Linked DNA regions of Mus musculus: regions 2, 3 and 4 are each linked to region 1. The links are chromatin contacts, called in public HiChIP or PLAC-seq and Micro-C maps. All regions are on one chromosome and are shown on one strand. The core of a region is the stretch at or near the end of the contact, and the rest is flanking DNA. Distances in the headings are between cores, read along the strand shown.

Region 1 (5,674 bases), core at 1,332-3,831:
CTTTATTAAACAGCCCGTGAATCTGGCATTAAGAAATTTATTGAGTAGATGCTAAATGCCTCTCTATTATTTAATTCATTTTAGACAGAATCTCACAGGCTGTCTTGAAATTCACTATGTAGACCAGGCTAGCCCTTAACTTGCTACTATCCTCTGGCCTTTGCCTCCCAAGTAATGGGATTACAGGTGTATACCACCATACCTGGATTTTTGTTTCTTAAGACAAGGCTTGGGCTGGTGAGATGGCTCAGCAGTTAAGAGCACTGACTGCTCTTCTGAAGGTCCTGAGTTCAAGTCCCAGCAACCACATGATGGCTCAAAACCATCTGTACAGCTACAGTGTACTCATATACATAAAAATAAATCTTAAAAAAAAAAGACAAGGCTTCATATAGCACAGGCTGGCCAGGATCTTACTTTGTAGTCCAGGAAGGCCTTGTACTTTCTGGAAATCCTCTTGAGAACTTTATTAGAGGTTTGAGCCACCATACCCAGGAGATCTCCACACAGAGGTAGTCCTTTGTGCATGTACCCCTGCATGCATACAAATGCATGTAACAAAATATTGTAAAATAGTGTGCATAGAGAGGTGATTCCAGCAGGCCAGGCAAAGCAAAGGCCAATGAGAGTGGCCGTGGCTAGTGTCTCGGTTGGGTTTCTACTTTGTAATAAAACACCCCAACCAAGAGCAACATGGGGAGGAAAGGGTTTATCTCAGCTTACAGTGCTCAGATCATACTCCCTTTCTGAAGGAAGTCAGGGCAGGAACCTGGAAGCAGAAACTGAAGCAGAGGCCACAGAAGATGGCGCAGAGGCTCACTGGCTTGCTCTACCTGCTTCCTTACACAATCCAGGACCACATGCCCAGGAGTGACACCACCCACAGTGGGCTGGGACCTCCCACATCAATGACCAGTTAAGAGAAGGCTTCACTGGCTTACCCACAGGCCAACCCGGTGAGGGTGTTTTCTCAGGTGAGGTTCCCTTTTCTCAAATTGCTCTAGCTTGTGTCAAGTTGACATAAAAGTAGTCAGCACAGCTGGAAGTTGGAGAATACTCCAGGGCAAAGAGAAGTAAGTGCAAAGACAGGTAAGAGGTGTTCTGGGGGCTTCAAGTAGAATATATTTCATTACATCTGGAGCAAGTTTAAGTATGGTTTATTAGAACATAAGACCAGAAAAGAAAAATATATATACATAAGGTCAAAGAAACAGCAGAATCTTGAAAGTCTTTGATATCACTACCCACAAGGCAGTGGGAGTCATCAAACGGTGTTTTTTTTTTTTTTTTTTTTTTTTCTCATTTTGTTTTTTTTTTTTTTCCCCCTGTCATTTTATAGTCCAGGCTAATAGAAAATGTAATCCTCCTGCCTCAGCTTCCTGAATGGTGGGGTTCAGAAAACCGTTTTAAACAGGACAATGATGCCAGATTTAAGTTTTAGAAAAAAAAATCACTTCTGGATAATGAAGAATTTAATCGAAGGTGCCAGGCAGAGAGGCCATGTGGGAAGGCCAAATGGGGATTGTGGCTTGCATATCAGGGGCAAGGTAAATGAGTCAGGAGAGTACCCGGAGCAAGTTTGAATGTGCACCCAAATGTGCCAAGAAGCCTCCAGAGAATTCAAGCTCACCTAAGCAATGTTTATATTCATTTTCAGAGGGAGTGTTAGTGTTGGAAGAGCTCTTGAAAACTCAGAACCTTCTCCCCTCAACTTCATAGAGAAAGAAAAGCCCAGAGGCAAATTTGCTTGCTCAGGGTCAGACAACACATTAGTCAGTGGCAGAACATGTCTGTCTATAGTTACAAAGCCTCACCCATCCTCTAGTGAGACTAACCGGCTGGAGGTGCTGTGCCAACAGGAGTAGATCTGAGGAGCTGGAAAAACATTTGAAGGGATTGGATACAGTTTCTTCTGCTTTACCACTAGCAACTCCAGGGATAGTTCTTTCCTGCAGAACACTGTGCTAAGAGAAGCAGATACAGACGTGTGCAGTAGGAGTGCCTATCTGCTCCCAACATCCCCACTCCAGCCTAGAAAGGGAGTAAAGGGCAGACAGTAGCCCCGTCCTTCCCTCCCACGTGGTTTCTCCAGCCAAGTTCTCACGGAGTGGCCCCTCCTTCAGCGGCTCCACTGTTACCATGGCAATTGGGTGGGTGGACAGCACGTCCTATCTAGAGGCCAGCAGCCCTCGCGTGGGGAGTTACCATAACAACCCCCCTAGTAATAGAGGGGGTTGGGTCCCGCCTCCCTTCCCCCGCAAATCGAGAGGTAGGTGGTTTGATTGGCAGCTGGGCACACGAAAGAGGGAAAGGGAAGAAAAGGAGTCAAATAAAGATCAACGAAGGAACTAGAGGAGAGGAGGCAACAATAATAAAAGGGGGAAAAGGAAGGGAAGGTGTATGCGCACGCGCACCAGCGGGTGGTCGCGCTCCTTCCACTCCAGGCTCTAGCGAGACTGGGTCCGCGCTCGCCCTCCGCCCGCTCTCCTGCGCCTGCGCGCAGGTGTCGGCGCCCCGCAGGAGGGGGCGCCCGGCGCGTTCGCGTCACGGTCGGCTCTGCGCGTGCGCAGGGCAGCCGGCGACTCGGGTTGCAGGCGCGCGGGTGAGAGCGCCTGTCAGCCGCTGGGTCGGTCCTCCCGCTGGCCCTCCCCCTCCCCGGCCTTCGGGGCAGGCGCGGTGGAGCCCGCCCCTCGAGTCCCCCGATGGGGGAGAAGCGGCGACGGCGGCAGCGGAGTGAGCGAGCCGGAGCGTGAGTGGCCCCGCGGCGGCCATGGGCGACCCAGCCCCCGCCCGCAGCCTGGACGACATCGACCTGTCTGCCCTGCGGGTGAGCACCACCCCAGCCTCGCGCCCGCGACCCCTGCCCTTACCCCGAGCTCTCGCCGCCCGGGGGTTCGCCCTCTGGAGATTCTGGGAGCCAGTTTGGTCCCCACCCTGTGCTGCCCTCCCCCACACTTGCGTGCCACCCCTACCTTGCTGCTGGGATCCGAGTCCCCTCCTTTATAGGCGTTTGAGGGTCACCTCTGGTGTCCCTAAACACAGCCCTGCATCACCTGCAGAGCCTTTCTTGTGTCCCCCCTCTCTCGGCCCTCATGTCTGCTTCCTCCACCTCCTCTTCTGGCTCCTGGAATTTTGACTTTGCAACTGCCTCAGCCTCCCCCTCATCCCTCGTTTTCTTCCTCGCCTACCCCTAAATTGCAAGTTGGGCGGATTTCACCTCCTCGCTCCACCCCACACACCTCCTACGTCTCCATCCCACGTTCACTTTCCCTATCCCTTTTCTCGTGTTTCAAGTGCAGCTTTTCAGACCCAGGCATTTCCGGTCTCGGGGTCCCTGAATATTACATTACTAACTCTGCAGCCGCGTGGGGCTGGGAGGACAGACAAGTGCACAGTGGGAGGAAGGGAAGCCTGGATTTCCTCGGAAACTCGGGCCGGAAGACGATGTTTACATACATGTACAAGCACACACACACACACACACAAACACACACGCACACACAACACGCTGCCTGAGGTCAGTAGGGAGGGAACTAGTGGGAGTGGAGGCAAAGGAGAGTTGGAGGGAGGGGTTCATTAGGGAAGCGGTTAAGAGGAAACAACTGTGTCAGGAATGCTTTCAAATAACCCATTTATTGTTCCACGTGGGGCACTTACTCTCTCTCCTCCCGGAATTTTCAGTTCAGCATTTGTAAGTGTTCTCTAGCGGGCAGCTTTGTCTTAAGGGCAACATAGAAATTTCAAGGTGAACCATTCCAGACTGTCTCCCAGGTGGTGTTTTGATTCCATGCCCGGTGAGCTTTCCCAACCGGCGGCGTAGGTGTAGCTAGAGCAGGATTCCCCACCTCATGCTTACCTTCTCAGAAGGTCTCTGTACACATTGGCTTCTGGCTTGTAAATTACCCAGGGAAAAGGCAGCCACCTCACAAGTGCCCCGGATATGACTGGAGGGGAGAGAGAATTGAAGAGAGCAGAGTCATGTTGTTAATTGGGTTTCTCTAGGTGACACAGTTTTTTTTTTTTTTTTTTTTTTTTTCCCTCCCTTGCCATTCAGGTCATAATTTGTTTGGTGCAACGTTGGGTTATGAGACCTGACTTACTGGAGATAACTTTCTGGAGAACAAGACTGAGTACTGGATCTCCCTCTTTCCTCTCTTCTCTCTCTCTCTCTCTCCCTCCCTCTCTTCTTCTGTCCCCCTCTCTCCTTCTCTCTCCCTCTGTGTGTGCCTGCGCTTGCTTTGACAGGGGAGGCTTTAGATCAGCTTAGTCAGTGTTTAAACTGGGATACTCGAGTCCTTTGGGATGTAAGATGGAAATCCAGGTTTTGAGTAAAGTTTTAATGTGCTTGCATTTGGAATGCAATTGCAAACTGAAGTTGTTGATTAACTCTGGCCGCAGGTTGTCTGGCTGTGGTGACCATAAAGAAACACTGTCACCCAGTGGGTAGGTGCAGGCAGTGACCTTTGATTTTTACCTCTGGTCCTCTACTGCTCTTTTCTCTTGGTTTCTCTGGTAACTTTATCCTGGGCCCCCAACTTGGGATTTCCAGAAAATTACTATTTGCCCTTGGACATGGTATTTCCCTCCGTGAAGTATGTTAGCCTCTTTCCATGCTTACTCCTCCGGGGGTTCCTCTCCTTCCCTTCTAGAGAACTGGGTGACCTTTTCCTTGTACTTCTGTCTGTCCTGCCTTCTGCCTCTGAAGAAAACAGCTCATGTCTCTCACTCTGGTACTCCAGGACCTGTGGAAGAGCTGTACTTTCTTGAATGGGGCTGGAAAGGCTGCTCTCTCCTTGCTGGCTTCTCTCTCAATTGCCAGTCCGGTCCGACACATCTGTGAGAACTGCTTGTGGCTCTGTCAGGCAGCTGGCCCAGTCACACCTTGTTCTTCTGTTCCCGTTTTCTAGTTAGGAATGGAACCATTGGGAGAATTAACCAAGTGTGCAAGCCTGGTGTCAGTGGTTGGGTTAGGGTGAGGGAAGAGCATCCTTAGGGTTGAGAAGCTAGCCTCTATGACCTCAGATGTCTGTCTCCTCTTGTTTCAAGATAAGGCTTGGTTTTCAGCTGACGGTGAGAGTAATAGTCTGATATTAGAGGAAGACTGAGTTGCACTAATCTCTTAGTAAGGTGACCAGAAGGACCTGCTACTTTGTTACCACACCACCCTTGGCTTCTTGGGCTGTTTGTCCATCAGTATGGTGGTGTAGTGTAGTGGGGGATGAACATGAGTCCAGTTGCTTTTCTGAATTGAAACCCCAGCTTCCTTACCTCCTGTAAGATACAGACGTTGGTTTGTTATCCTTACCTCCCTTCCTTCAGACTCTGCGGTCTAACTTCCCTAAGCTCTGTTTTCTTGCCTGTATGGTGGAATTGGCAATAGCATTAGACATAGTTACTGAAGTTAAATGAAATGGTGCACAGTAAGTATTTAGCTCAGTTCCTAGCGTAGAGTGACTGTATTACCAGTCAGAGAAGCCTCCTAGAACTCTAATAACACTTCTCTGCTTTATGTCTCTATAAAATTATTTTTTTCCATACTTATTATCACTAGTTGACATAGATCTATTTCTGTCGATCTTGACTAAAATGTGGATGAAGGCTGGAGGTATAGCTCTGTAGTAATTGTCTGCTTAACATGGTGACACACTAGGATTTTCAGTGCTACACAAATGAA
Region 2 (5,511 bases), core at 622-3,121, 660 kb before region 1:
ACCCAGTGATAATCAGTGCTGTGTGGCCAGGATTCCTGTGACACCTGCTGCCCTCTCCAAGTCATGGAACTTCAGATTTCCAACCTATTTGACCTCACCACCTCTCCCTAACCAGGGCCTTGGGACTCTGTTTTTTTCTTGGCTTCAGCTCAAGGTGTCCTGAACTCCTCCCTCCCTCCCGTCTCAGGGCTGCTGGCTAAAAGCTGAGTTGCTGCTATTTAAGCTCTCACCTTTCTTACTCTCTAGCCCTCCTTCCCTCGCTCTTTCCCCCTGCCTTTCTACAATAAAGCTCTAAAACCATTAAAAAAAAAAAAAACAAAAAAACAAAAAAAAAAAAAAAACCAGCTGAGTTGCTTACTTCTCCGAACCGGGGGGTTTCTTTATCAAAATGGAGCTGCTGTTTTTTAGGATGCTCCGAGGCCGCTCCGTGAAAGATGTCCCGGAGTGTGTACTACTCTCCGAGCTGTACACTTTAGCCTCCTCCGGCCCGGGGGTGGACGCCTTAGTTGCACCAGTTCCAGTGCCAGGGGATGTGCTGGACCCAAGGCTTGCAACCTCCTGAAGTTGCGGAGCGGGTCCTGAATTGAGGGTCACTGCCCCTTCAGAGGGCTGAATTGGACCAGGACTGCGGACTACAGGGTTCCCGGAATGCAAGAGGGAGCCAGGACCGCGAAGCAAGGCTACTCCGGGGGGTAATCCGGTGTCTGTTTGCATACCTCTGGCACTGCCAGGTACTGCCCTAGAAACCCCCCCAGGGGATTCTGCACTGAGGCCACTAACAGGTGCGAGAGACTCCGGCTTCTCCATAGCTCAACTTGGTAACCACTTCAATTCCACTGCCTACCCTTCTAGCTGCACATAGCCCTGCCCGTTGGCCCTGCCCCCATCGCGGCGGGCGGTGGGCGCTGGGGGCTCCGGGTCAGACCGGACCTCCTCTGCCTCTTCTCCCTGGCGCTGAGGCAGGTGAAAGGTCGACTATCAGACTTCAGCCTGGGAGTTCCTCCGCACACCCTTCCCTTATTGTTACACCCCAAGACTTTCTTTGTCTCTGTAATTTGTTCCCGCCCTTCTCCATCACCGCCCTTCTCCGAATCAACCAATCACAGTCAAGGGGCCTGGCCAGCGGTGAGGAGCCTTGTGATGTCACAGCCCCGCAACACCAGGGAGAGCCTGAGTAGGGCTGGGTTCTGTTAATAGCTCTCAGGTAACCTCTCAGAGGTGTCCGCTCTGTCCCTTGAGATTACCCAACGGGACACCGCTAGGATTTTTATTAGTAACTTTTAAGATTTAAGAGTTTCATTGGCACAGAGCTCAAGTTGGCCTTGAAATGTGTGCGGGTAGGAGAGGTGTGATGCAAAGTCTGTGGGGCCGGAGCGGGGTGAGGTGCGAGACTGGGTCAAGGAGAGGTGTGATGCGTGATCGGATTGCGACATTTCCGGCCTCGGCACTGTGAAGGGCTGAGACTTGGATTTATAAAACTACTTTTTCTCTGTCCCGAAGATAGCGTTTACTTCCATCGCCTTAAAGCGTGCGGTGTTAGGGGAAGCCACCAGCCCTTGCGTTAAGGCGAATGCTCTAATATGTCGCTTTTCCCTAACAAGGGTTGGGTCCAAGGCGCCGGGCGACGTCGCAAAGTGTATCTGGGCGCCAGCACGCCTTCGTCGCAAAGACGCCTGCGGCGGGCGATTCTGCCATCCACTGTCGCAAAAGCAGCCCAAATCTTCCCGGCTCTCGTAGCCTCTGTCGTCCCGCTGGGCCGTAAAGCAGTCCCCCGACCCCGTCGTCCTTCCGTTCCCCTCGTGAGAGACCTCGGTTCCTTAGCTGCGGACGCTTCAGTGCCGTAAAGCACACCAGGCCCCAGCCCCCCGGCCGTATTCCCCCAGGGCGTCTGGCCGCCGCGGTTGCCACGGTGCCGCCAAGCGCGGCTGTCGCGCGGCCGCGGTATCAGCGGCGATGGCGGCGGGGTCGGGTGGGAGTGGGGGCTCTGGGGCGGGCCCCGGGCCAGGACCGGGGCCCGGCGGGGGTGGGGGCCCTGGCAGCAGCGGACCAGGCCTGGGGTCCGGCGGGGGTCTCGGCGGTGGCGGGGAGCTGCACCCGCGCACCGGGCGCTTGGTCAGCCTGTCGGCCTGCGGGCGCACGGCGCGGCGGCAGCAGCCGGGCCAAGAGTTTAACCACGGGCTGGTGCTGAGCCGAGAACCCTTGCGCGATGGACGCGTCTTCACCGTCCGCATCGACCGCAAGGTGCAAAGCCGGGGCAGCTGAAACGAGGTGTGGAGGGGAGTGGGAGGGGACGGGAGGGAGAAGCGGTAGGACTGCCAGAAGGTCTGCATCTCCAACCGAGCCTCCAGGTACCGATAGCGAGCCGGCACACTGTAGTGCACCGGGGAAGAGAAAGGAGAAGGACACGGAGCAGACACATTCATTCTGAAGGAGCATTCGTTTCCCGCAGGACAGGGAGCCAGGGTCCGGTGGTTAGAATGGCTAGTGAACACGTCTAGCACAATCTCTTAGGGATGGAAGACTGACAGGTGCCCGAGATGGAAGAGTAGAGAAATAATAAAAAGCGCAAACTGTTGACAAACGTCCCAAACCAGAAAGATAGATGAGGAGACATGCGAAAAAGGGAGTGTATGTGACTTGCTTGACTCCAAAACGAATTTGGAAAGAGAAGAGAATGAATTTGGGTGGAGCTTTGCCCTACTAGAGTATTGGGGTTGGGAATGAGAGTGATGTAGGAGAGCGAGCATTGTGGACCTAAGAAGCATGGGATTGGAGTGGCTGAGGAGCTACAGAGACTGGGAAGTAAGAGGAGATCGGGTTAAAACCAGGGCCTTTAACCAGCTTGTTCAGTGGGTAGAGGGGGTGATGTGCTAAAACACGTGTCAGCAGACACAGATGCTGAGAGCCAGTGGGTCCTGGTAGTTATGGAGGCTAGTTCCAAAAATTATTTGTGTGTCTATGTCAGTGGCCTCAGAGGACAGGGTGAGAGGCACACGGTGCTCTGGAATGTGGCCTCTGGTGATGGGATTTCATACAGAAACTCTGTCCACCACCCTCTCATAGGTCAACTCCTGGAGTGGCTCCATTGAGATTGGAGTGACAGCACTGGATCCCAGTGTGTTGGACTTCCCGAGCAGTGCCACCGGGCTGAAGGGAGGCTCCTGGGTAGTGTCAGGCTGCTCAGTGCTGCGGGACGGGCGCTCTGTGTTGGAGGAATATGGCCAGGACCTGGACCAGCTTGTCGAAGGGGACCGTGTGGGTGTGGAACGCACAGCCACTGGGGAGCTCCGGCTCTGGGTAAACGGGCGGGATTGTGGTGTGGCAGCCACAGGCCTGCCTGCTCGTGTCTGGGCTGTTGTGGACCTTTATGGCAAGTGCACCCAGATCACTGTGCTGCCCTCCGAGCCAGGCTTCAGCCCTCCCACTCCTGTCCCCACACCTCCCCTTGAGCCCTTGGCCCCTCCAGAAGATTCAGCCCTGTTGGAACAGGGGACCTCTGTGGATGAAGGTGAGAACACAGCTTCGGGGAAACATGAGTTTTGGCTGAAGAAATGGGGCGAAAGCAGTCACAAGTCAGCTGGGGGAGGGAAGGGACCATTGAGCCCAGAGCCATTACAGGGGAATAGAGGGGTTAGAAGAGATGGTCTCCTGACTGGGCCCTGAAGCATGAGCTGAACCCTATTCCCCTCCCATCCTACCTGGTCCCTAGCCTTCATGGTGTCCCCAGCGCAGGCACGGCCGGAGACGTTTCCTAACAGCCTTGATTCGCATAATGGTGAGGGCTTCGGGGAAGGCCAGGGAAGGGGAGTGGGTACTGAGGCGGACAGGGTGGGATCTAAGAGACGGTAGGGAGAAGAGGGTCCCAAGCTGGCTGTGGGGAAGAGAGCTCTGTCTTGACTTCCTTCTTCTTGCTGCTACAGACTTTGCCAGTATGGAGCTGTCTGAGGTGGTGAGCAACGCCATCCTGTCTGCCTACAATGGGGGCCTCCTTAATGTGAGCCTGAGCTCCCCACCAGCAGGGGACGGACTGGCATCCAGTGGGCCAGCCACTTCTCCCATCCTCACTTCCAACGATGCCCTGCTCTTCCATGAGAAGTGTGGGACCCTCATCAAACTCAGCAACAACAATAAGACAGCAGAGCGCCGGAGGCCCCTGGATGAATTCAACAATGGAGTTGTCATGACCAACCGCCCACTTCGGGATAATGAAATGTTTGAGGTATGTAAAATCCTGGAGTCTGACTGTGCTTCCTGCCAAAGATTTGGAGCTAAACGTAGGGATTGATCTTTGGCGGCAATATGCCAACAACTGGTGAAGAACCAAGGCTTTGAGGGCCTGTCTTCTGTTGTTATATTTCCTGGACCTGTCTACTCTCACTCAACCCCAGATCCGGATCGACAAGCTTGTAGACAAGTGGTCTGGTTCCATCGAGATTGGTGTCACCACCCACAACCCCAATAGCCTGGAGTACCCAGCCACCATGACCAACCTGCAGTCAGGTACCAGCTCTGGGTAGGGGTAGGGACACAGGCTTGGAGTTGGTGAGATCCAGACAGCCTTTCCCTAACCAGGTGTCCATCTTTACCAGGCACCATCATGATGAGTGGCTGTGGGATCCTGACCAACGGCAAAGGCACTCGGCGGGAGTACTGCGAGTTCAGTCTGGACGAGCTGCAGGTGAGTGTGGAGCACAGCAGCCTGGGCAGTCCAGGGGAGCCCGGCCACCTGGGCCACCAGGCAGTGTCCCTTTCTGCATGAGGCTTCTTCTGAGGAGGCAAGGCCGTCTGGCAGGAGCTAAGGTATGCTCATTAGTAGCACCTTTTTTCCCTTTGGTGCTAGGAATGGAACCTAGGACCTTGGACACGTGTGGCAAGTGCTCTAGCACTGAGTTACAGCTCTAGCCCAATAGCACTAAGTAGGCCGAGATTTTAGAGCAACAACAACAAAAAAGATTGTTGTTGTTGTTGTTGTTGTTTTAATTTATTTATTTATTATATGTAAGTACACTGTAACTGTCTTCAGACGCTCCAGAAGAGGGCATCAGATTTCATTACAGATGGTTGTGAGCCACCATGTGGTTGCTGGGATTTGAACTCAGGACCTTTGGAAGAGCAGTCGGCACTCTTAACCGCTGAGCCATCTCACCAGCTCCAAGATTGTTTTTAAAATAGTTTAATTTAGGGCTAGAGAGATGGCTCAAAGGTTAAGAGCACTGACTGCTCTTCTAAAGGTCCTGAGTTCAATTCCCAGCAACCACATGGTGGCTCACAACCACCTGCAATGGGATCCGATGTCCTCTTCTGGTGTGTCTGAAGACAGTTACAATGTACTCACATAAATGAAATATTTAAATCTTTTTAAAAGAAAAGTTTAATTTAGTACCTACTTTACATTGGGCATTTAGGAAATGTGGAATTATTGTGTCTGGAAAGCAGGGACCCAGCTCCTGCCCAAGAGTGGCTTTATTTGAAATTCTTCAGTGGGTGGTCTCCTGTGAAATGGGGTGGCAG
Region 3 (5,466 bases), core at 1,772-4,271, 770 kb before region 1:
AGGGAGACAGAATAAGTAAACCCAGCTGCGCCTGATATGGCAGCTTACCTCTAATAAACAAGCCTCAACTTCCATATTTGTTTAGTGTGTGTGTGTGTGTGTGTGTGTGTGTGTGTGTGTGTGTGTGTACACGTGTGTGTACATGCCACCATGTGAATTCAAAGGTTCAAGGACAACTTTTGGGAGTTCTCTCCTTCCACTGTAGATTCCCGGGACTGAATTCAGGCTGTCAAGTTTACATTTCAAGAGCTTCTACCACTGAGCTATCTCATCATCCCTGTGTATGCTGCATCTATTTTTTGCTTGTCTGTTTTAAGAATCAGGGCATCTGAATGTAGTCCAGACTGGCCCTGAATATACAGCAATACCCCTGCCTCACCCTGCCCCTCCAAGTGCTAGCATTAAAGGTCTGACTTACCACGCTTGGCTTCCTTTGCCATATTTGCAGTATTGATCATCATCCCCAAGTTGCTGACCCCACCAGGTTCACTGAGCATCCATAAGAGAACCTGCCTCTCAGCCTTGGATGTGAGAACCACGTCCACTCACCAATGAAGGTCCCTTCATGAATGTAGACTTCCTGCCTCTCCTCTCCTTCAGGATCCAGGCCCGTCTTCAGGCTGACCTCAGAGCTGTCATAGCTGTAGGAACTAAACACCATGGTGCAGTTCTGCCAGTCAAAGGGGAAGTAGGTGACCTGGATGGAGGGGAAGACACTGGAGCTGCCAAAGACCTGGCAAGGAAGGACTAGGGGAGTTTGGAAGGTCACTGGACTCGGGTTACAAAGGAGAAGGGAATCAGAAATATGGCAGGCAACCTCTGAAGAAGGCAGAATCCCAAAGCAAGGATACAGGGCAGTGGAAAGTCAGGGCAGACAACCGAGAGGTTTGGGTCAGGAGGAACGGTGGCACTGGATTGGGAGTAGCTGGGGAGTCAGGAAGCCTGAGGTCAGACAAAAGCTTGAAAACCTGGATGCTGCAGCTGCTGCGGTACAGGCCAGGGGGTTGCCAGCGCACAGAGCCCTCGAAAGATACCACAACATTGATGTCCAGGGCAACGTCGAAATTTCCGTCATTGCTAAAGGGAAGAGATTTTTCATATGGGATCTGGATCTGTCCCCCGGAGACCCTGCCCCTTCCCCGATGGTACACACACACACACACACACACACACACCATGGCTTACCCTAATCCCCTCATGCCTCAACCCCGCCCAGGCTTTAGAAAGACCCTACTTGTTCAGCAGCACCACATCAGGGAGCCAAACGGATTCAGCAGTGATGCGGAGAGAATCGATGCCATCATGTTCTGCGGGGTCCCAGCTTAACCTGTAGTCGGTCCACTCCTAAGGAAGCAGAGGCTAAAGGGCTGTTCAGGCTAAAGGGCTGGGAGAGGCTTGAGGTGTCAGAAAGAATGCCAGGAAGAGGGTGCAAAGGGGAGAAGCACAGGGCTGAGAAAAGGAAAAAAGGTTCTGGCTATGCTGTCACTGTCTGGGATTCACGTCAACTGGTTTCCTCCGCCCAGTCCCGAGCCCTGGACTGAACTCTCTTTTTTCAGTCTCAAACCGAAGAAGGGGCCTAAAGAGATACCTCATTGGTTAAGGGCACTGGCTACTCTTCCAGAGGACCCAAAATAGATTCCGAGCACCTACGTGGAAGGCCCAAACATCTGTAACTCTAGTTCCAGGAGAACAGGGGCCCTCTTCTGGCTTCCACGGACACCAGTTATGCATGTGCTTCACAGACATATGCAAGCAAAACACCCATTCACATAAAATAAAAATAGAATAATTTAAGAAATAACTGAAGAGATTGAACTAGCCACCCTAAAGTGATGTTCAACCTGCATGCAGTTCAGGATCTTTCAAGGATGGGAATTCAAATTAGTGATCCCCAAACTTGTATCTTAAATTTGTTGATCGAAAATTCTGTTTCAGTTATTATATGTGTACGTTGTGAGTTACTATTAAAAAAAAATCTTACTGGGATGAGGACTCCAGGAGATTAATATAAAGGAAACAGGGTGCCTTTCCCTAACCCACGAGGTCTCCATACCAGGTCTAAGTACACCTTTGTGCTCATTTCTTCATCCTTCTCGTTCTAGAATGGAAAAGTTAAAAGGCAGAAGTGAAATGAAGTGGGTGGAAACGAGGGTTCGGTGAGTTACTTTCTCCATGGAATCTCTAGTCCCTTTCTCTAAATTGCACCTTCTTGGGTGCAAACTCCATCTCATATCAATCTCGAAACACCAGCCTTGGTGCCTGCTTTCCTTTCTTTTACGTCGAGGTTAAGTCACGGGCCACGCCCGGCGTCTAATGGATACAACTCTGAATCTCCGCTCAGAGTTGTTTATTGACTGCTTAGGTACCAAGCTCTGCTGGACTTTGCTAGAATATTACACAGCCCCGCCTCGAGGTCCTCCCGGTAGCAGGTCCTTCTGCCCCAGCTCCGCCTCAAAACCCGCCCACAGGCGAGTTAGCAGAACAGTATTCTGTACCTATCATAGAGGCCTCGCCCATGAACTAGTTCATTGGTCTGATTTTTACCCAATCACCGCCAAAGGCTTGTCTGCCTCTTAGCATAACCCGCCCGCCCCCAGGCTGTCGATCTTCTGGGCAGCGTCTAAAGCCACGCCCCCAGTCGGTCCTGCCCAGCGACTCCACCCGCAGTGCCGCTCTCACCAGGCTGATGAGTTGCGCCAGGGTGAGGCCGATGCTGACCCCGACGCGGTCTCCCACCTCCCGCGCCGGCCTCACCGAGCTATCATAGTTGGAGAAAAGTTTCTTAATCAGTTGGCCTTCGGCTTCCGACCCGCGGGCGCCTGACGAAGGAAAGCACTAAGTGACGCTCCCGGGGCTGGCCGTGACCATTGCTCATCACTGCCTCTTGGAGACCCAAACTGACTTACCTGGGGCGAGGGGCGTCCCGAGTACCCCTAGAAGCAGAAGCAGCGCCCCTAAGGCCATGGCCCTGCCTCTTTCGCTCAGTGAAGTTTGTCCGGATAGCGGCCTCAGGCCAGGGGAAGTGACGAGGCGCCCAGGAATGTGCACCTGTTGTCGGGGGACCAGACGCCAGCCCACCCGCCCCGCCCTCGGGACTTGGTCCCGCCCGGAGCAACTGCAGTCGCCCTCCACTCACAAATGTCAGATAACACTCCGGTTGTATAAATCATCTTTAATTACAGAAAGCATGAAGTGGAGACCCCGTCCCCTGAGAGCAGTGCCAGGAGATGGGCGGAGCCTGAGCGGGGTTTGTATGAGGGAGGGGGGCATCTCTTGCAACAAGCCAGAAGTAAAAGGGCCTGAGGAAAAGTGACCTGTCTTTGAGCACTAGCCCCTCCCTTAGGACCTCAATAGACGTTTCCACCTACATCTGCTAGACTCAGAATCTACCTCCTATTTTACTAGAGGTTCCCCATGGCTTTCTCCGTTTTTCAGGTCCTTTTTGGGTACTTAGAACCCACCTGAGGTTTAAAAGCTGTAAAGTAAAGTAAATTCTATTTAGTTAGAAGCTCTGGGGATACATATGAGGTCTGGGAGCCCAAGAGGCTCCTCGTTTCCTAAGCCTGACCTGTAGAGGGCTCGGAGAAGTTGAACTTATTGCTGAGTTGGGGGTCTCTCTGCTGTGAGGGGGAGTCAAGGCTGTGTCCCTATTTGTCCTTTTTAATTCTAGAGTTATTCTCATTGTAGACCTTAGCTTCCTGTTGTTTGAGACAGGGTCTCACATAGCCTAGGCTGGCCCTGACCTCACTAGGTAGCCCAGGCTAGCCTTTTATTTCCTGATTCTCCTCCTCTCCTTTACCTCACAGATGCAGCATACCATATCAGAACGAAAGTCCTCAGCTTTAAAAGGGATCTGGAAGGAATTCCTGCTGAGGTAGCTAAGTGTTCAGACACAGGTTCAATCATACCATGGCATTTTCTCCCTCTCAGCTTCCCTTCTAGGAGCCAGGTATATTCTTCCAGAATTCCTGTATCTTTCCCCAGACTCTTGTCTCCCTGGCAGAACCCTAGTTGGAATGCTGAAACTAGAAACCATGTAAAAGTAAGGTTAGTATTCTGGAGGGACTATTTTTAGAAAATTATTTAGGAAAAGCAAGAAGTGGTTCTTGATCCGTTCAGTACTGATTAGTTCTCTCTCTCTCTCTCTCTCTCTCTCTCTTTCTCTCTCTCTCTCTCTGTGTGTGTGTGTGTGTGTGTGTGTGTATGTGTGTGTGTGTATTGGCTTTTGAGACAGGGTTTTGCTATTGTAGCCCAGGATGGCCTCCAACTCAGGATCTGTCTGATTCAGCCTCCCGGGTGCTGAATTACAGGTGTGTGCCACCAAGCACAGCTCAGAGCCAATCAGTTTTTAATTAATCATAGCTGAGTTCTACCCATAGCTCATCCTTTAATTGCTAGAGAAAGTGGAAGGGTAGGTCTAGAACTTACTCTAGTACAATAATATGGCTATACAGGCCCTAGCTCCATCCGGGAAGAAAGGGCTGAGAGTCATGGGCTATGTCCTAGAACTGAGATTCAGGAGGAAGTATGGCTCCAGAAAGGTCTAGAATACCACGTTCTAGAATTGGGTGTCTCTGGGATAAGAAGGTTTAATCAGTGGTGACCTGAGACTGGTCCCAATTCAGACCAAGGCCAATTGCTACAGTAGGGGGCCTCTTTTTTAAAGCCAGGGGTGGGAGGTGTCCATCTAGGACAAGGATAGACGTGGAAAGGATACATACTTGGGTTCCAACACAGAACATAGGGATGGCCCTGCCTGGCTGGGGTGACCAGCTCTATCAGAACCTGTCCAGACCAAGTCAGAAGGTAGAGCAGAGAGAGAAGGAGATGCATTCTGAGTGCCAGTGGACCGACCTAGAAAGCTATGGCTTCGAGACGATGCAAAGAAGGACATGGCTTCAGAGACTGGCTCAGCCAGGGTGAAGAGTATTACCTTCCTGCCTTGAGTGTTGGAACCCCGGTGCCTTTTAGGAAAAAAAATGGGTGTTCTCTTAAGGGGTAGGAATTAGTGTGGAAAAAAGAGAAGTGATCAGGCAGGGTCATCTCAGGCACCCCCATCTTGGGACCTCTCCTGGGCCCCAGGATCTAAGAGCTCAGCAACTCCGGAGGTCCCTGACAGCCCCGAAGCTCCCACAGGGTGCAGCACCTGCTGAGACCTGACTGCTCAGGGCATGTGTGTGGCAACAGGGGTGAGAGCGGCAAGGCCCGGCGCAGGGCTAGGACACAGGATGTGGCGGTGGCTGACTCACTGGAAGAGCAGGGAGCCTCCAGTCCAGGGACTATATCTCAGTGGGCAGGGGGACTGGAAGGGGAGGTCTCAGGAACACTGTGGAGAGAAGGCTCCCGGTACATGGCCACTGTGGAGGGGAGAGAGAGAGAGGAGCAAGGAAGGAGAATTAGGCACATAGGGAGCCAGGAAGAAGCAGAGCTCTGAGAGGCCTCCCTTCTCTTACACTCACCCTTAGA
Region 4 (5,441 bases), core at 2,773-5,272, 630 kb before region 1:
AACGTGAGGCTCTGAGGAACGACCAGGAGTGGGTGTTTGTGGTCAGGTGCTGGGAACCTAATTCAGTGAGAGGGGGAGAGAGGGGGACTTTAGCTTGTCTCGGCGTCTTTTGGAGATGGGGAGGACTCGGGATGAAAGACACAGGTTTGAGAGCCATCAGAAAGTGGGTGCTTGGAGCCAGTAAGCTGGCTTGTCAGGTCAGGGCATTTACTGCAAAGCTGACCACCTGAGTCTTTCCCACAGGACCCACGAGGTGGAAGGAACGAGCTGATTCCTGAAAGTCACCATCTGATCTCTGCATGTACTCTGGCATGTGTTCCTCCAGGAAGCGAGTGTAATTTAGAAAAAGAACTGCAGCAAGGGCATGGTGGAGCATGGGAGGCTGAGGCAGGTAGATCTCTGTGAGTTCAAAGCCGGCAAGGTCTTAGTCCAGGGTAGCCAGGGCTCTGTTACACAGAGACAGCCTGCCTCAAAAGACCAAGAATAAAATAAAATAAAATAAAATAAAATAAAATTGCATTTTGCCTGCCAAGTATGCAAGTGCATTACCTGCTTGCAGGGCCTGAGGACATCAATAGAGGGCGACAGATCCCCTGGGACCTGAGTTAGATGCTTATGGGCTACCATGTGGATGCTGCAAACCAAATCCATGGGATTTTGTTGTTGTTGTTGTTGTCGTTTTGTTTTAACAAGAGCAGCAAGCACTCTTAAACACTGAGCCATCTCTTCAGTCTCTAATAAATGTGATTTTGGGGGGGGTGGGGGGGTGGGCAGGGTCTTTCCGTATAACCCTGGTTTTCCTAGAACTCACTATGTATACCAGCCTGGCCTCAAACTCCCAGAAATCCATTTGCTTGTGCCTTTTGAATGCTGGGCTTGAAGGTGTGTGCCACTAAGCCTAGCCAATAAATATGAAGAAAGTCATCAGCAGAGCCAGAGACTAAATACGACGACAAACAAGAGATGGGAGAGCACAGCTAGGCCTGACGACACTAGAGATGTGAGACTGGGGGAGAACAAGCTGAATGGGCAGGGAGCTTGGGTTGTGGAAGGGGTAAGTGTTGGGAAAGTCTAGGAACTCACTCAGTACCTGAGGCAGGAAGGTCAAGAGGTCAAGTTCTACCTAGATTTCAGAAAGAGTTAAAGGCCAACTTGAGCAGCTTAATGAGACTCAGTCTTCAGAAGAAAAAAAAAATATAAAAAATGGGCAGGAAAGTTCGGGTATATAGCTCAGTGGGACAGTTAGCCAGGAAGAAAAAAAGTCATCCACAAATATCTTAGGTGGAAAAAAAAAAGAGCCTCTGCTTCATAGTAGCACATATCTTTAATCTAGGCACTCAAGAAACAGAAGCAGGTGGTTCAAGGCCAGCCTGGTCTCCAGAGAGAGATCTTATCTCAAAACAACCAAACTGAAAAACCAGTTAAACAGTTTGAGAGGCTGGGTTATAGCTCAACGGTAGAGTGTTTGTCTAACATGTGCAAAGCCCAGCGCCACAACCCATTTTTTAAAAAGATTTATTTATTTATTTAATATATGTGAGGAATCACTGTGTTCAGACACACCAGAAGAGGGCATCGGCTCCCATTACAGATGGTTGTGAGCCATCACATGTGGTTGCTGGGAATTAAACTCAGGGCCTTTGAAAGAGCAGTCAGTTCTCTTAACCACTAAGCTATCTCTTCAGCCCACCACAACTCATTTTTATTTTATTAAAAATAGTTGCCGGGCATGGTGGCGCATGCCTTTAATCCCAGCACTTGGTAGGCAAAGGCAGGCGGATTTCTGAGTTCTGGCCTCGAACTCAGAAATCCGCCTGCCTCTGCTTCCCAAGGGCTGGAATTAAAGGCGCGCGCACCACTGCCCGGCAGACTTATTTATTATTATACATAAGTACACTGTAGCTGTCTTCAGACACACCAGAAGAGGGCGTCAGATCTCATTATGGGTGGTTTTATGGGTGGTTGTGAGCCACCATGTGGTTGCTGGGATATGAACTCAGGACCTTTGGAAGAGCAGTCAGTGCTCCTACCCACTGAGCCATCTCACCAGCCCCCAGTTTCTTAATCTTAATACAAAAAGGGCTCACCTCCGCTTGTGGGCTTCCTCTCGTTCTCCCACTCATTATTCAGCCCACATCTGAACTCCTCCGTACCTTTGACACCTTTCTGAGTCTTCTGTTACAGCAGTGAGATTGCTTTCCTCAACTAGGATCTCTCTCTTTTCGGGGTCAGGGTTAGAGTTAGAAGCTTTAACAGTATAAGGAAGCGGTCATTTCTGCGCACCTACTGCCTCCCTGGAGACTTGGTTCTTTTCTTGTCTCTTCTCTTTTTGTATTCACTCTGCCTGATGCCCTAAAAATTCCAATCCTCAGCTCTTAAAGGACCAGAGGGGTGCGGTGGGCAAGTTTGCTGTTGAAATTATGACTAGGTGGACCCCAGGAGAGGCCAGCAGAGGGCGCGCTGGGACAGGGAGAGAGATCATACGGGGCTATCCGCGTAGCGGGCACCGCCAGAGCTCACTTGGGGAGCGCGGACAAACTCAGCGGCTCACTCGTGCTACTCCCAGTGGGATAAATATGATCTCTGTTTAGTGTCGCCCATGTCCTCTCATGTGAAGGAGGCGGCCCTCGGAAAGAGTGACTTAGAGCCGTCTGCAGATTGGGAACCAACACTTATTCTGATCGGTGATGCGTTGTTCCAGGTGCTGAGACAAAAGAGTTACTGCTGTGGCGTTTACTGCCTAATGTGTGTTCAGAACATTAAAGGAAATAAAGGGTCAAAACCATTTCATATTTTTTAAAAAGTCACGATAAGATAGGTTAGTTGATACTTGAAGAGACACTCCTCCCACCCCCGGCCACGAGACGCAAAGATAGCAAGTTTTAAGCAAACAGCTTATACAAAGCTGGTCCTGCAATCCTGAACCTAAGAAAATCTGAAGTACTTGATGGGAGACACCAGAACTGCGGCAAGAGGGTCAGGAGGCCAGAGAAGGCTTAAAAGGACTTTCCTGGAGCAAAAATAACGAACTTTAGTTTGTTTAACACATGAGCTCTACCTGGCCTCAACTAGTGAATCTTCCTTCCTTGGCTTTCAGAGTGCTGGAATTACAGGTGCTATCTACCATACATAACCTATAAAGAAGGTATCTTAGGGTGTTGGCTACATGTATGGATATTTTATTAAAACTAAGAAAAGAGCTGCGCTTTGTTCTAAATCTGTAAATGTTGCTTTGTTTCTTTTTTTCTCATTTCTTGAGACATTGCCTCTCAGTGTAGCCCAAACTGTCCTGGAACTCACTATATGATCCAAGCTGACTTCGAACTCAGTAAGGCTGCACTGGGGAGGCGAAAGCAAGAGGATCAGGAGCTCAAGGCCAGGCTGTGCTACACAGACCTTGTTTCAAAACATAAAAACGAGAGGTTTCTGCTTGTGACAGCCACTGTGCCTGCCCTGGAGTGTGCGTGGACGTTCTGTGTGGGAAGGTACCCAGGGCGGTAGTGGGTGGAGAGTTCGGGCACCGACCGTCTGAAGAGTGGAGGTCAGCGGGCCCCCCTCACTGCAGAACCGCGGCTGCCGGCCGCTACCCCCACCCGGGTCGTCAGGGGCAACCTTGGAGGCTCGCCCCGGCCCCGCCTTGCGCACAGAAACCAGGTGGCCGTTGAGGCGCCACCAGCCGGTTTGATTTCCCGCGGCCGGTGGAAAGGGGCGGAGGGGGAGGGGAAATGAGCCATTAGCCAATGGGCTGGGCCGAGGGCATCACGTGGCGGCGGGGAGGTGGGGCTCAGGTGTACTTACGGAGTTGCGGGAGGGGGCCGCAGCTTTAGAGCGGAGTCCGGGAGGCGGGGCTGGCGTGCGGGCCTGGGGGGCTGCGCGGCTACGATTGGCCGGCGGCCGGGAGGCGGGACCTGAGCGCGCCGCTTCAGCCGACTGCGATTGGCCTCGGCTCAGGGCCCGCGGCAGGCGTGCGGGCGAGGCTCGGGGCGCGAGGACCGAGCCGGGTGGCCGGTCCGCGAGCCGGGGGGAGGGGCCGGGGTGGTGGTGGTGGCAGCGGCGGAGGAGGCGGTGGCGGCGGGGGCCGGTACTGGACCCGGCGGGATGAGCGAGGCGGAGGCGTCAGTGGTGGCGACAGCGGCCCCCGCGGCGACGGTGCCCGCGACGGCGGCGGGGGTGGTAGCGGTGGTGGTACCGGTGCCCGCGGGAGAGCCGCAGAAAGCAGGCGGCGGGGCGGGCGGCGGGGGCGGAGCCGCCTCTGGCCCCGCTGCTGGGACCCCCTCAGCGCCCGGCCCTCGCACCCCTGGCAACCAGGCGACGGCGGCCTCGGGGACTCCCGCGCCCCCGGCCCGGAGTCAGGCGGACAAGCCGGTGCTGGGTGAGGGGGGGGCACGCGCTAGGGCGGCTCTCAGGGTCGGCGGGCTGGGGGAGGGGCAGCGGGGTCTGGAAAGCCGAAGGTAGGCCTGGCCCGAAGGACTAATCATAACTAGTCCCGGAGCTGCCGAATAAACTATTAGTGGATTCCGCTGGAGGGAAATCTTGCCGCACCTTCATGAGCCGGAGGGCGGGGCAGGCAGGTTCAGCTAAGGCTTTGGGTAGGAAAATAAAAACCTCCGGGTCTGGCCACACCCCTGTTTGCGGGATACTTGGTGTAGTTGACTCCGGTTCTTGTTAGGTAAACCTCTGAGCTTGGGAGGCAGGTGGATGGGGTCTCTTAAATTTAGGAGGGCTAGAACGGCTGTTGAGTTTTGACCCTGAGGGTGGACCAGGTGAGTACCCGGTTCTAGGTGAAAGACCTGAACTCCGTAGGATGTGAGGAACGTGGGTTTGAGAGCCTGAAACCCCCCTGTGTGTTTTTCCACTTAGAAAGAGGGTTAAGAGTACTTTGACACTTCCAGCGAAGTCTGGTTGACTCGCAGCTTATTAGGGAGGCAGGTTAGGTTTTAGCTTAGTTTTCTCTCAAAACTCAGCCCAACTCCCGTCTCTTCCCCCATCTTACTATCCCCACTGCATCTCTGCCTGGCAGCAATCCAAGTCCTGGGCACAGTCAAATGGTTCAACGTCCGGAATGGTTACGGATTCATCAACAGGTATCCGAGGAACCCAGGGAGGGGGAGGAACGGGTGTCTTTTTCCGAACTGACCTGTGGGATTGGACACCTTATTTCATCTCTACCCCTGCCAAGGCACATGGTTGTGATGTCCAGCTGAGGCTAGTTGAAAGTCTTTAACCACAACACAAATGTATGCTTACTGGCAAGGAGAGGCTGCACCCACATCTTCAAGGGCAGCAGAGGCTTAATGATCCAGGAACTTGGCAAACCTGCCCCTGACCTTCCCAGCTCTTCTGTCTCACCTTCTGGAGTTGCTGCATTATTTTTAGCATGCTGTGTGCCTTTGGGGTAGAATGTTTGGGGCTCCTGGTTGGAGTCCTCACTGATTTCCTGG

What was found. Hi-C and Micro-C count contacts between places; a contact is called where the count stands out from the background. HiChIP or PLAC-seq counts read pairs in DNA pulled down with a chosen protein or histone mark.
Region 2: a Micro-C map of embryonic stem cells shows a contact between it and region 1, with 7 times the contacts expected there. The contact joins the promoter of Neurl4 here to the promoter of Mink1 in region 1. A contact is called at or near these places in 2 of 39 promoter capture datasets (liver and neural stem cells), 1 of 484 Hi-C or Micro-C datasets (embryonic stem cells) and 2 of 115 datasets of contacts at active chromatin or transcription factors (bone marrow-derived macrophages and pancreatic cancer cells).
Region 3: a FOXA1 HiChIP or PLAC-seq map of pancreatic cancer cells shows a contact between it and region 1. The contact joins the promoter of Chrnb1 here to the promoter of Mink1 in region 1. A contact is called at or near these places in 1 of 39 promoter capture datasets (liver) and 1 of 115 datasets of contacts at active chromatin or transcription factors (pancreatic cancer cells).
Region 4: a contact with region 1 is called in a FOXA1 HiChIP or PLAC-seq map of pancreatic cancer cells. The contact joins the promoter of Ybx2 here to the promoter of Mink1 in region 1. A contact is called at or near these places in 1 of 39 promoter capture datasets (liver) and 1 of 115 datasets of contacts at active chromatin or transcription factors (pancreatic cancer cells).

What each region holds. Positions count from the first base shown.
Region 1 is chr11:70,560,300-70,565,973 of GRCm38.p6, forward strand. It overlaps Mink1 (misshapen-like kinase 1 (zebrafish)), which reads left to right and starts at 2,582. Exons shown (of 33, transcript NM_001045964.1): 1 at 2,582-2,827. The coding sequence starts at 2,771.
Region 2 is chr11:69,899,945-69,905,455 of GRCm38.p6, forward strand. It overlaps Neurl4 (neuralized E3 ubiquitin protein ligase 4), which reads left to right and starts at 1,872. Exons shown (of 29, transcript NM_001013414.3): 1 at 1,872-2,241; 2 at 3,064-3,508; 3 at 3,710-3,775; 4 at 3,921-4,219; 5 at 4,389-4,500; 6 at 4,590-4,678. The coding sequence starts at 1,954. It overlaps 2810408A11Rik (RIKEN cDNA 2810408A11 gene), which reads right to left and starts at 970. Exons shown (of 9, transcript NM_001382461.1): 1 at 359-970. The coding sequence starts at 807.
Region 3 is chr11:69,792,916-69,798,381 of GRCm38.p6, forward strand. It overlaps Chrnb1 (cholinergic receptor, nicotinic, beta polypeptide 1 (muscle)), which reads right to left and starts at 3,022. Exons shown (of 11, transcript NM_009601.4): 1 at 2,907-3,022; 2 at 2,680-2,819; 3 at 2,054-2,098; 4 at 1,235-1,344; 5 at 969-1,077; 6 at 550-697. The coding sequence starts at 2,964. It overlaps Fgf11 (fibroblast growth factor 11), which reads right to left. Exons shown (of 5, transcript NM_001362623.1): 5 at 3,153-5,357. The coding sequence ends at 5,287.
Region 4 is chr11:69,931,877-69,937,317 of GRCm38.p6, forward strand. Ybx2 (Y box protein 2) reads left to right here and starts at 4,023. Exons shown (of 9, transcript NM_016875.3): 1 at 4,023-4,372; 2 at 5,021-5,084. The coding sequence starts at 4,099.